Linked DNA regions of Cricetulus griseus: region 1 is linked to region 2. Evidence: chromatin contacts called from public Hi-C data. All regions are on one chromosome and are shown on one strand. Each heading gives the region's core, a stretch centred on a gene start, on an enhancer-like site or on the middle of the called end of the contact. The rest is flanking DNA. Distances are from core to core; before and after follow the strand shown. Region 1 holds the start of Plpp1 (phospholipid phosphatase 1). Region 2 overlaps Slc38a9 (sodium-coupled neutral amino acid transporter 9).

Region 1 (6,350 bases), core at 2,441-4,940, 73 kb after region 2:
TTCCAGCATCGCCTCATTCTGTGTTTTCTTTATTGTGTCTATTTCAGCTTTCATGCTTTGAACTGTTTCAAGAGCTTCCTTCACTTGTTTGGATGTTTTTTCTTGGGTTTCTTTAGATTCTTTAAGAGATTTGTTTATTTCTTGAACTTTTTGGTTTGTCTTTTCCTCCATTTCGTGTAAATTTTTGTTTGCTTTTTCTTCTATTTCTTTAAGGTATTTTCTTGTTTCCTCTTTAAAGGTCTCTATCATCTTGCTGAGTTATTTTTTGAGGCCCATCTCATGTTCATGCTCTGTGTTGGGCTTTTCAGATCTTGCTGGAGTGGAGTCCCTAGATTCTGGTGGTGTCATATTGGTCTTTCTGTTGTTGAGTGAAATCTTATTCTGTCTTCTTCCCGTATCTTCTTTTAGTGGGTGCAGGTGGGGGTCTGTCTATCCCCTCTTGTGACCCAGTGGTGTGTGGGGGCCAGGAATAGCCTGGAATTTATTATATAGCCTAAACTGGCTTTGAATTCTGGATCATTGCACTTCTGCCTTCCCGATGCTGGGAGTACAGGCATGAACCACCACTACTGCAGCTTTTTTCTTCCTCCTCTTCTTCCTATTCCTCCTCATCCCCTTCTTCTTTTCTTTTGAGTTGGAGTCTTGCTATGTAGTCTAGTTAGCCTTGAAATGAGTGCAGAGATCTAATAAGGTATTTTAAATATTCACTTGTTTTTGGGGGTGTGTGTGTGTGTGCGAGCGCGCATCCGTGCATGTGCAAACATGTTTGTGCTTGTGGAGGCCACATAATATGAACCTTAGGTGTCTTCTTCAATCACTCTCCAAGTTATTTCTTCTGGACATGGTCACATGCAGCTCACGGATAGGCTAGACTGGCTGTCCAGGAAGCTCCAGGAACCTGTCTGTCCCCACCTCCCCAGTTATGGGATTACAGGTGCACACAGCTATGCCCCAATTTTTACACACATGCTGGGAATCCAATCTCAGGTCCTCATGCTTGCATGACAAGCACTTTACCAGCCTAATCATTTTCCTAGCTCTTGAAATTTTACATTTGGATAAAACATTTTAGAAGTTGATATTTCTTCTAAATGTGTATGGCTGTTATCTTCTGGAATCCAGACTATTGGATCACAGACAGCTATTCTTGGATGAAAGGTTTTTGATTCTAGTTCTTTATAGGTGATGTTCTGTATTTCATGTTTCATGTCATCAAAACATAGCCAATGTTTGTCTTAAACTCAGTGAAGCTAAGTTTGACCACCTGAGTCATGTGGTAACAGCCTGATCTCTTCTATAAAGGTAACCTTTTTTTTTTTTTGTCAATTATAAAAGATCTATGGGCAGGTGGCAGGATGTGGACCTCCAAATTCCCATAACCCAGTTGCCTAATGGTTTTAACATCTGTTCCTTCATATACATTTATTAGTTGGCACTTGTCATGGTTAGATTTTTTGTTGTTGTTAACTTGCCACATGCTATAGTAATCTGGGAAGAGGGAATCTCAGTTGAGGAACTGCCTCCATCAGACTGGCCTGTAGGGTCTATGGAACATTTTCCTGATTAATGATTGATGTATTTGGTAGGGTCCATATCACTGTGGATGGTGCCACCCAAAAGTTGGTGGTCCTGGGTGGTATAAGAAAGCTGAGCAAGCCTTGGAGGAGTAAGCCAGTGACAGTGTTCTTCTATGGCCTCAGCTTAGTTCCTACCTCCAGGGTCCTGCCTTGAGCTCCTGCCCTGGCCTATTTAATGATGAACTACAACTATAAGCAGAAATAAGCCCCTTTCTCCCCAAGTTGCTTTTGTTCATAATCTTATCACAGCAATAGAAACCAAGCTAGGGATTCATCTACATAGCGCTATGTAGTTGAGGTTGTCCCTGGAACTCTGGATTCTCTTGCTTCCACCTCTCAAGTGCTGGAAATACAGATGGGTACCATCTTATCCAGCATGTTCATCTCAAAGCTGCTTAGATAAAACTTCAAGTCTAGACTGTACCTGGCACATGGCACGAGCTTGGTAAAAGTTAAAAAATGAATAGTCATATCACAAGTGTTTTAAATTTATTATGACCTTGCCATCTGGGACTCATAACTCCAGCGGTAAGGGAAACAACAGAATAAAAAATGGCACACCTTTTTGGGGTATAAATTGTTGAAAGCTTCTAGAAACTATTCAAATAAGCTGAAACAAAAATATCTAATCTCATTAAAGGAAGAATATACTTTGTTTTCAAATACACATTTTGTTTGTGGTTTTATAGTTGCACTTGGAAATATACATCTGACTCCTCAGGGTTAACAACCTTCCACTTGTCTTTTGGGGTGCTTTGCAGGAAATGACTGAGAAGTAGAAGGTGTGTTTTGTGATATCTATTATACATCTTCATGTAAGAAGGTAAGCTCTGAAGACCTTGGCGTGGTGGCTCATGCCTATAGTGCCTTGGGAAGTAGAGGCAGGAGGATCCGGAGTTTAAGGCCATTCTCTGCTACACAGCAGAATGTGAGGCCCTCCTGGGTTATATGAAACTATTTCAAAAAAAGGAAAAAAAAAAGCTAAGGAGGAAACCATCTATTGTTAACATCGGTAGTGGTGGTTTAACTCTTTATAAACAATTTTCACATTACCTCCTCTTAGCCTCACCACTTCCTCTTGATTAGAACAGACAGCAGGAATCGTCAACATCCTCTTTTTACAAATTAGGAAACTGAGATTACTATTAAATGTGTTCTAAAGGCCTCCTGGGGCAGGGGGATTGCCACTATTGACAAATAATTATTAAGATGCAATTAACTCTTTACTGTGCATGTGAGCACCGTTGCTGCTAAACTACCGATCAAACCTAAGGTCCCTCCAAGAGAAGCCACAATTTGACCACCGGACACATCTCCAAACTCCTCCCAAATGAAGTCTCTATGAACTCTATTGTAGTAGGAGTCATGACTTGCCTGCTGAAGGGGAAACTCAGCTGGAGATTTGTAGCTGAGGAACAAAGGGCGTGAATGAGTCAGTGGACAGAAAATTACTAGCAGGACAACAATGGCGGGGGTATTCTTGCTAAGGGCAGACTGCAGATTTACATACATCAAAAATGGGAGAGCCAATCTGTTCCGACAGTTAAGAATCAAGAATGATCAGACAGCAAGGATTCTTGCTCAAATTAAGCTCAGCTAGAACCAACAGGAAGGCCAAGGTGCGGGCCTCTCACAGAAGCGGGCTTCGAGGTAACTAAAAAAAAAATTGGTGAGGGAGAGCCCGTCACGGTTCCATTCCACGGGAGAAGAGCGGCGACAGGACGCAGGAGCTGTGGCATGGTGTACCAGGGTTCAGCTCTCCTTTAAAGGAAGCGTCGCCTATCACTAAGGGCTGAATGGAAAAAGAGAGGGCTCCCAATCCCTGTAGCTCGCCCCGCCCCCGTCAGCCGGCTCCCAGATTCCGGGCGGGCTCCGCAAGCCGGCGAACAGGGGTCGGAGACGTTGATTGGCTGTACGCGCGGGCTGGGGTTCCCCCGACTCCGCCCACTGTCGCCTCCGCGCGCTCCTTCAGCCCGCGAGGCCGCGCACAGGCTGGAGCCGCGCAGCCGGGCGGGAGGAGCCGGAGCCCGCGTTCCTACCCCCACTCCGTCCCACCCCTCACGGGTCCTCATCCTTAAAGCTCGAGTCCGCTCGCCCCGCCTGTTGGGAGAGGGCAGCAGGCAGCCGAGAGCGTGCGGCCGCGGCGAGCCGGCGCTGACAAGAGCAGGCGACAGAGCGGCGGCAGCTGGCTCCGAGTTCCCGTGAGGGAGACAGTGAAGGAAGGATCCAGGTCCAGTCGCAACCCTGCGGGGTCGCAGCTTAGCTTAGCCTGGCCGATTCTGCCCTCAGTGTCCGAGGCGCAGTCGCTTGGGGCCGCCGCCACTCCGCGGTTGGGGCTCTTGGGAATAAGGTATCTGGACCCACCGAAGTTCGTTCCAACCGCCGCCCGCCCCAGGTAGTCGTCCTGCCGAAGACCATGTTCGACAAGAGGCGGCTGCCCTACGTGGCCCTCGATGTGCTGTGCGTGTTGCTGGGTACGTAGGCGCCGCGCCGTGCCGCGCCGCGGCCCGGGGGTCTTCCGGGCGGGGACTGCCGCGGAGCCGCGCACTGGTGTGGGGTGGGTGTGCCCGGCGCGCGCGCGTGCGCGCGCCGCAGCTGCGGAGAGAGTTGTGGGGAGCGGCTTGCGCAGCTGGGGGACCCCTCGCTTCTGCACCCTGCACTCTGGCTCCTGCGTGGGCTCCCTCTGCCTGTCTGCCGGTGCGCTGAGGCTAGCACTGCTTGGCCGCTCTTCTCGCCTGTGCTGCTACCCTGTTTCCCGGCCCACTCTACCAGACCCGGTGGGCTCCTCCCTCTCCACCATGCAGAGAACCCTAGTCACTGGCTCATCAGGTTCTTCAGTGAGGCTGGAGGTTTGATGCAGCCCGGCTTCTCAGGAGCAGGCTCCAGTGCCCGGTTTATCATAACGTGTGAGAAGCACTTTAAAGTTTTCGTCTATAAAAGGCTTAGAACGTTCCTAATTAGAAGGCGTTGCCAGGTTGTAAATTGTCAGGTTGCAAGAGGGGGTGAGGATGCCAGGTTTCTGCCTGGCGAGGTCTGTAGAAGCTAGCTCCCCGCCCCAATCCCCCGCAGGAGTCCTCCTGTTTCCTTCTTGCTCAGCCCTTGCCATGGTATACTTTTCTGTCTCCCGTGACAGCCCAGTAAGGAGTTCTAGACAGTTCTTTAGCCACAAAAAAAGTGGGCGTTATTTTCCTGATTGGAAGAATTCAGTTTTGGGGTCTCTGGTCATCAGCTGCTTGCTTATTCCTTTTCCGGGGTGGGGGTGGGGAGCTGGAATCATCTGGACGAGGGATAGGCATTGGAAGGGGTGGCTTCCACCTTTTTTCTGTATAGTCTCAGTTGTAAACCGTTGGAGGTTTGGTGGTGGGACTCTGGTTTAAGTAACTGAAGTAGTTCTGGCAAGTTCTCAAGGTGACTAGTGGCTTTTGCATCCTAGATACAAATCTGCATAATGACTTCTCAGAGATAGGAAAAATTTCCCCAGGCTTTTGACTATTCTATCAGCTTTTTAACTATTTCTCTTTCCTGCTTCCAACCTGACCATTTAGGTGCCTGCAATCTTGTCAAATTGTGAAAATTTTGGTACCCTCCCCCTTTTCTTAAAATGCATTTCTTAATTTCTTAGAGTTCTTTAAAAAAAATCTGCGCAACTTCTTTATTTACCAGGACACGCTCACCCCATAGTTTCACAGTGAATTGTACGGTTTAAAAGAGGGGATTCATGTTAGAACAATCTTTAGGAAGGATGTCATAGCCTGTAACCCAGGCACCTGTGAGGTGGAGGCAGGAAAATATTTAGTTCAAGTCCATCCTAGGCTACCTAGGGAGAGCTTGGGTCACTAAACAAAAACAGTCTTTATGGAAACATCTTTTCAGATGTTAGGTCATATTATTTTAAACTTAATTAGCTTATAAAATATTTTCTTTCACTCTTTTCTTCCTTCTTTCCTTTCTTTTCCCTCCTCTTTCTTTCTTCTTTCTGGACAGGGTCTTGCTGTGCAGCCTGGTTTGAAACTTGTGCCTCTTCTTCCTCAACCCTCCAAGGTGTTGAGAATATGTGCCTGGCTGAATTATGATGTCATTTTCCTATGGACCAAACCCTGATTAGGAGGCGGCAACAATACATACTACCCATAGGTAGCCACAGCTAATGTTATTAATAGGAAGCCACATGGTAGATCTATACTTTTAAAAAATTCATGAGTGAGCCTGGTGTTCTATCTCATGCTTGTAATCCCATCACTCAGAAGGTTAAGGTAAGAAGATTGTTATGAGAAGCTAGTCTGAGTTCAGGTCAGCCTAGGCTACAAAGTGAATCCCTATACTGAACAAATAAACTGACAAAGATCATGTGTAGTGGGAAAACATGTATGCAGTGAAATTTTATGTTATATTTTCTGGTGGCCTATATTTTCAACTTGATACATTCTGTTGAGGTTGGAATAATCTGACAGTTGATCCCACAGTTTCAGGAATACGATGTCCTTAAGGCATATACATACATACATACATAGTTTTTTTTTTTTCAAGACAGGGTTTCTCTCTGTAGCCCTGGCTGTCCAGGAACTTGCTCTGTAGACCAGGCTGCCCTCAGACTCACAAAGATTGGCTTGCCTCTGCCTCCCTCTGGAGTGCTGGGATTAAAGGTGTGAGCCATTACTGCCTGGTGGCATTGACAATATTTACAGTGTCTTTCCCATACCTCTTGGATGTTTTTGAAATATGATACCTGCAGTCCAGGCGGACCTAGAACTCACTGTGTAGCCAAGGCTGCAC
Region 2 (7,103 bases), core at 3,827-6,326:
AAGTTCAAGGCCATCTTGGTCTACATGAGACCCTGTATTAAAAAAAGATCAAAGATGAAAGCCTGTCTCCAGATGTATCTAAGATTTAAGGAATGAATAAAAACTGCCATTCAGATATTATAAAGACAAACAGGAAATAATATTTTTATTGATTTAAAATCTAACACATTTTTTGTTTGCTTGCTTGTTTGTTTTGAGACAGGGTTTCTCTGTTTAACAGCCCTAGCTGTCCTGGAACTAGCTCTGTAGGCCATGCTGGCCTTGAACTCACAAAGATCAGCCTGCCTCTGCCTCCCAAATGCTGGGATTAAAGATGTACAATAACACCACCCCTGAAATCTAACAAGTTTTAAACTCAAATGCCAGTAACAAATAACAAATTTTGTGGCAAATGCAACTGAATACAATTTAAATCATTCTGTATTGACCTTAATTATAAGTCATCAAAAATGCAGCAAGATTATTAACCCAGAATGTTTTCATTTTGCAGGTACTCGGGAGCAGCATGCGGCCTGGCTTTCGTGTTCATATATCCTTCTCTCATCTACATAATTTCCCTACACCAAGAAGAGCGTCTGACATGGCCTAAATTAGTTTTTCACGTTTTCATCATCATCTTGGGCCTGGCAAACCTGATTGCTCAGTTTTTCATGTGAAAACTGTGTTCTCAAGATTTCTCATGGTATTCTGAACCTTGGCAACGGTTCTGCATAAAAGAACTTGAAAATGCTGTCATTGCTGTAATTCTAAGTGTTTTTCTAAGATAATTGAAACCAAGGGAATGATGGTCTGCTGATAACTATTTTTGTACTGGAACAGGGAGGGAGTGATGCAGATGGTCTGAGCCCTTTGCCTTTGTCAGTGCCCCCATTCCCATGTAGCCAAGTAGAAACTTCGAAGGATTCATACTGATTTTTCTGTTAATAAGCATAAGGTAGGTAGGTATGTTTTGCCTACAGCAAGGAATCTCAGGGGTCTTGGGTCAAGGCGGCATGTTGCCAGACCCTGTTTCTGTTTCCATGTACTCTCGCCCACTTTCTTACTTACTGGAACGTTTCTACAGTTTACCCAAACCTCTGCTGTTTCAAACAGTAAAACAAATACCTCATTTTAAAAACAGTTTTCCTGGTATCATTATTAATTGAGTGAATTCCTAACCAAATACTTAATCTGAAGAACAAAAAAAAAATGTAAATAGTATCAGTGCATCAGAAAATGCATGTAATTTAAGGCCAGTGGCATAGTTGGCATGAGTCAGTGCGCACTTAGATGGTGGGGGTTAGAGGATCCAGAGTTTAGGTCATCCTCAGTTTCATAGCCATGAAGCCCAGCATGACTATATAAAGCCTTGTGTCAAGACACCAGAAGAAAACACATGATAGATAAACATGTACAGAGTGTGTTACTGTCTCTTAATTCTAATCCAGTTCCAGTGACCTAGATTGAGGTTACAGTTCCCAAACTGGATTTTACACATGAACAAATGCAATTGTCCTCATAGACCCGGGGACTCTTACTTTTCGTGTTCTGGAGAATTGCATGGACCGTCGTGAGCCCAGAGCAGCAGCATATGAGGCTCTTCAGAAGAAAAAGGAAATAGCTAGGAAGGGTGGGACTCTGCGCAGTGTATCCTGTGTCATTCTGGTTCAGGTGTGAGCTTCAGGAGCGGACACCATCTACCTGCTCCTATAATGGAAGAGGAAGAGTTGTCCTCCACAAGAAAAGCTTGTGTCTGACAAGCCGATCAAGAAACCCAGCTTCTTAGAGTTAACATCTATTTCCCTTCTGAACTAAAGTGGAACCGGAATCCAGATGTCTCTCTTCCTATAACACGGTCTGTGTTCCAGCCACAACTACTAACATTTAGAGCTCTCTAATTTGGGGCTAAATTGTGTAAATGCATCATGATTCCATTTTTTAGGATAGTGTGCAGATTTATGTCATGTCCTTCGTTTGAAAAAAACAGGTGAAAGGGTTTTTATAAATCTAGAAGGAGCTCCAGATTTCAGACCAGATTTGATTTCTTTCTGCATAGCTTAATGTCCTGTTGGAGTTCCAGGTCTATGTTTATAAGAAGCTAAAATATCGTCATGAGAACTGTCAAGCATGCACACAGATAGAATGATATGGAAAACCCACACACACCTATCCCTGGGTCCAGCAATTATGGACTTGGCTGAATTTTTGCTTCACCTGCTCCCTCCCACTTTTTCCTTTTTTACTGACATTTAAAAACCAATCTCAGACATTATGTCATTTCATTTCTACAAACCTTAATATCCAGCTAATAGCCCAAGCTTTAAGCCTAGTCAATTTATCATGGAGGTAGTCTCAAAAGCTCTGGCTAGCAGAAAGTGCTATAGAACTCATGTTGCAGGGGGAAGTGCCTTTATGCTTGAGAAACTCTGGAACTTATGACTGCAGAGTCAAGTTCTGCTGAGAGGTGTTTGAGTCCAAGCTGGGTGCTTTCAGAGATGTTCCCAATGTAATCTGTATAATCGTGGTCATTTCTTTTGTCTTTGAGAACTTTAAAAACCATTCTCATAGCTTTTTCCCAAAGGCATCCCTGAATGCTCAAGCACATCAACAGTGTGTTATGCTTGAACAATCAAGGATGATTGATGTGGTTTTTATCCATTTCATAGATAAAAGGAATATGGCAGGGGATGCTACTCTGAACAAAAAAAAAGGATCTGGATTTATGCTTTTGTTTTCTTAAATAGATTGATCATTTAGACCTCCTAATGCCCTGTTAGACAAGCCAAATGGCTCCATCTCCTTAGTCTCTTCACAAGACTCCTTTGGCCTGTCACTTGGCTTAATCAGACTACATGAATACAAGTGTCCTGGCTCATGGTGAGAATGACATGATATGAACTCACACACAGTGAATCTGACTTTCTTTCTCTGCTCTTATCTCTGAACTTTGAAGTTAACCTTCTTCCACTTTTTGCTCAGATGTGGTTAGCCTTTGGATTTAGCTTCTTTAACACACAACTGAGGACACTAAAATTTAAAAGGAGTTTTTTAGAGAGGTCCTCCTTAGAAATCCTGTGGATGTGTTTGGGCTCTGCTAATAGTAAACCAGAAAGGGAAAAAATGGAGCTAAGTTTTATACCTGTGGGTGATCATGCAAAGTCGTTGCCATCAGCACACTCAAAAAAAATGTGTTTGGAATAAGGAATAAATGTCCCCATCGGAAGAGACTGTCTTAAGGGAGCTACTCCATTTACATTTAATGTGTTTTAGAAATGTGCGGCTACTGACTGCATGCAGCCATGGGCTTGTTTTCTGCTTCTACTTGAAACTTACCAATGAAATGTTTGTGTGTTTTTAATTATCATTCCCATAATTATTCTGTTTAAATAATTGAATAGTCAGCAATGTTCATTACTTTGGAGGAGCTAAAGACATGTAGGCAGCATGTACATCTAGTGAAGAAACAGTCAGTGCACTTGCTCATCAGCACACGAGGCAGTCAATGCTTGGACTGTTGGAGCAGCGTGGTATTCTGGGGAAGGATGGCAGAAGAGGGACTGTCCAGAGGCAAAGGACCCATTTTCAGTTTTCCTACTCCCCAAAATTACGTCCACTGTGCTCATCAGCAAATAGAATGATATGTTATATGCATTTGCTTTTATTGGGCAGATTTCCTCTAAATCATAATTGTGACACTTAATTGCTTCTTTATGTGATTATTTTCTCTTCTTTATTATCACTAAAGTATTTAACTCCTATGGCTCTTGGACAAAAAGCATAATTGGTTAATATGGGATGTAATTAGTAGAACACCGGGTGCTATAAACAGATTCTATAAACTTTTCAAATTTTTAATTTCTTTAAATATGAATATTCAAAATGTCAAATGTTTACATTCATTAAAAAGTGTTTTGCTTTGTTTCTGTTACCATGATAAAATACTATGACCAAAGGCAAGAGTCTATTTTGGCTTACAGTTCCAAAGAGGGAGTCCATAATGGCCAAGAAGGTAAGGGGGCAGTAACAGAGCAGGGCTGGCAAATCACATTTCACCTGCATATAGGAAACTAAGAGTGTCAGCCCTGAGTGTAAGTTCACAGCCTGCCCCTATGATGCACCTCCTCTACCAGCGTTCCATTTCCTCAAAGTTTCAGAAGCTCCCCAAACAGTGGGTCCCCAAACCAGTTGAAGACCAAGCATCCAGACCCATAAGCCCCCGGGTAGTTTTCTCACTGAAACCACAGCAGTTGATAATGGCAGGAAATTATGCTGGCTGTTTTCTTTACCCAATTGCATTTTAGAAGTTGGTGGTGATTTGCATTTTGTGTTTAACTTGACTTTATATTAATTTGAATGTCCAAAGACAAATCCAAATCAAGTTGGTGTCTAACAATAGTGTGTCACTAGTCTGTGATCCAAAGTGAAATGAATCCGAAATGTCACACACACTGACCCGGATGGCCCACTTTCACAGTCCGACGCCAACCTCATTAAGATTGTATAAACACATATTGTAAAACAGCTCTGATGGGACCCTCAGAATCCAAACAGTATTCTCCAATATGGTGATTTGTCTTTTTTTTTTTTTTTTAGAAAAAAAAAAGAAATCAGAATTATTTTTAAGAAAAGTATCTCTGGGACTTTGTTTAGTAGAATTTGGTTAGGAAATGCTAACACCTCCTAGCTCTGGCCACAAGCAGAAGCAGCTAGGTTCCACATATCTCAAGTGACTGTCCTGTATCTCATATCAGGCTATGGGGAGCCTTCCTTAAAGTCCTAATCTTCTAGGAAGACATATATCATGTTAATTGAAACCTAAGGTGACCATCCCTGGAAACTGTGGCTCTTCGAGTAAGTGTTGCCCCATTTCTGGCCAAAAGCTCTGGAAAAGTCGTAATTTCCAGAACCCTTTAAGCTTCTTTAAGTGAAATTACTTTTCTCCCACCAATTATCATTTGTTTCTTGATTTCTCAACTCTTCTGGGAAGTTAAAATAAGACTGTTTTTAAAAATTGAAAGAGCCACTTTGTTTATCTCAGACTATGCCTCATAGTCCCAGAGTAGCAATGAGGATGTTCCACCCCCCTCTGACTCTCAATCCCAAACAGTCCAGTAATGTTTAGTCACAGCAAACCTCAGGATACACTTGTTTAATTAACTAGTCAAGATTCCACTTAAATGGAAAATAACATTAGATGCTATTATCTAGGATTTTCTTGCATCTCCCCCAAAATAATGGGGTGGCTGGGGCCAGAGGTGCAGCTTAGTGGTACAACACTTGCCTAGCAAGCATGAGGTCCTGGGTTCTATCCCAGCACTACAGACAGAAAATAAAAAATGGGTCAGTAAGGTTCCAGAGTAATGATTCAATACTTGAGTACTTAGCCAATACCTGACCTTGTGTTAAGCGTGAAGCATGCTGTGGTGAACAGGCAAGGTGTGGCCCCAGCAGTGGAGCAGCCTTTGTCCTCCTTTCTGACCCAGCAACTGAGTCACCTTCCTTAGGTGACACTAAAGTGCCAGCATCACCCTCTCGGTGCCCTGTCTCAAATCCTGTGGCATATGATCTGAGGAGCTGAGTGTAGGAGCCCCTTGTGATAAGCGGGGCTTCCCTAAGTGAGCTGTGTCTTTCAGTGTAAAACTCCTCCACATCCCAGGTTAATTATAGCACTTAAATTATTTGTACAAAACCAGAAGATTCCATAGAAGAACAAACGATCAGTTGAGTGATCTATAGAGGTGACAGAGTTCTAGGTGAATCACTTCCTTTGTTTCTTTATTATTTATATAACAATTTTTTCCTTAAGCAATGTCTAAGATAAATCATGGCAAAGATTTGTAGAACTATGTTTACACACTGCTACCATAGAAGGTGCCTGCCTACTCTGAATCTTTAGTATAAGATAGATGTCTTTTAATATATTATTATCATTATTATTATTATTATTTAGACTCTTGTAAGTTCTCCTGGCTTTGACCTCACTTATGTAACCAAGGATAACCTAGAACTCTGTATCCTCTCCCTCCTGCTCCCAAATGCCAGGGGCATAGAGAGAGCTTTACCATGCCCAGCTGAGAAAGACCTTTGGTTACAAGGACAGGTCCAGGTCTTACACCAGCAGACACCTACATAGAACTGTCTCTTCAAGGAACAACACAGAATGTGGAGCCTCAGATAGAAAGTGGCCCGAACAAATGAGGAACCCTGATTCGGCTGTGTTAGTTTGAAAATGAAGGCAGTTTGGGACAGCCAAGAAGTTTAAGAGACTTGAGTAGTAGCAATGGGCACCATATCTGAGTTTCTCTGTGACCTGGGGAGCTAATTTTTTTTTCCTCTGAGACAGGGCTTCTCTGGTAGCCCTGGCTGTCATGGAACTCTCTCTGTAGACCAGAGATCAGCCTGCCTCTGCCTCCCGAGTGCTGGGATTAAAGGCAAGCACCACCACCACCGCCACCACCTGGTCAAGAACTTTAACCAAACCTGAGCTTTTATTTCTGGAAGGAGGACCAGATTAGATGTCAATCTAGTAATGGCTAATTTGGGATTCAAATAGGATATTTATCTTCTTTAGTTTGGAGAGTTTGTGTCTCCTCAAACTTGTGGCACTGTTCCAGCCTGCGTCCAGAGTGCTAGGATTCCAGGTGTGTGCCACCACACCTAACTTTTTTCTTCTTTTAAAGTCTTTACAGAGTACTAGTTTGCAAATAGTGATTCGTCTTTATCTGAGGGATGAGGAACTTCCAGGGCTCTTGGTGCAGGAGGCCAGCTTCCAAGGTAACATGTAAGTAAGGTAGCATCTATTTGTTTACATTCTGTCTCCTTCAGTAAATAATGTTTCTATTAAGGTTAAGGTCGGCTTTAGGGAGTTAACTGTTTTAGAAAAAAATTGGAAATTCATGTCATTTTTTTAAGAGAAGAAACTAAAACTTGATTCAAATAAATAATCTTAATTATTCATTAGTGTCATAGATGCACAAAGCCCAAGCCAGAACAAGAGACATGTAATGATGGTCCTCCATTTGGAAACTAAGACAGTGTCGTCCTTCTTGGTGCCTTTAGAACCCTGTTTAGTCTGAGAATGACTGTGCTTCTCCCCATGAAATACTTCCCACCACAGTGGAAAA

Evidence for each region. A called contact is a pair of places that touch in the nucleus more often than the background predicts.
Region 1: a Hi-C map of the CHO-K1 cell line shows a contact between it and region 2, with 2.4 times the contacts expected there. The contact joins the promoter of Plpp1 here to the enhancer-like site in region 2. A contact is called at or near these places in 2 of 8 Hi-C or Micro-C datasets (both in the CHO-K1 cell line).

Annotation. Positions count from the first base shown.
Region 1 is chr2:330,703,027-330,709,376 of CriGri-PICRH-1.0, forward strand. Plpp1 (phospholipid phosphatase 1) reads left to right here and starts at 3,691. Exons shown (of 6, transcript XM_027401454.2): 1 at 3,691-4,051. The coding sequence starts at 3,994.
Region 2 is chr2:330,628,820-330,635,922 of CriGri-PICRH-1.0, forward strand. Slc38a9 (sodium-coupled neutral amino acid transporter 9) reads left to right here. Exons shown (of 15, transcript XM_027401465.2): 15 at 491-7,103. The coding sequence ends at 656. Among named protein-coding and RNA genes, the nearest start is that of Plpp1, 74 kb to the right of the region's middle. Within about 2 kb of position 5,077, at least 1 of the 6 cell types and tissues checked has open chromatin away from gene starts, as enhancers often do. A contact at or near this core is called in the CHO-K1 cell line, where this site is marked.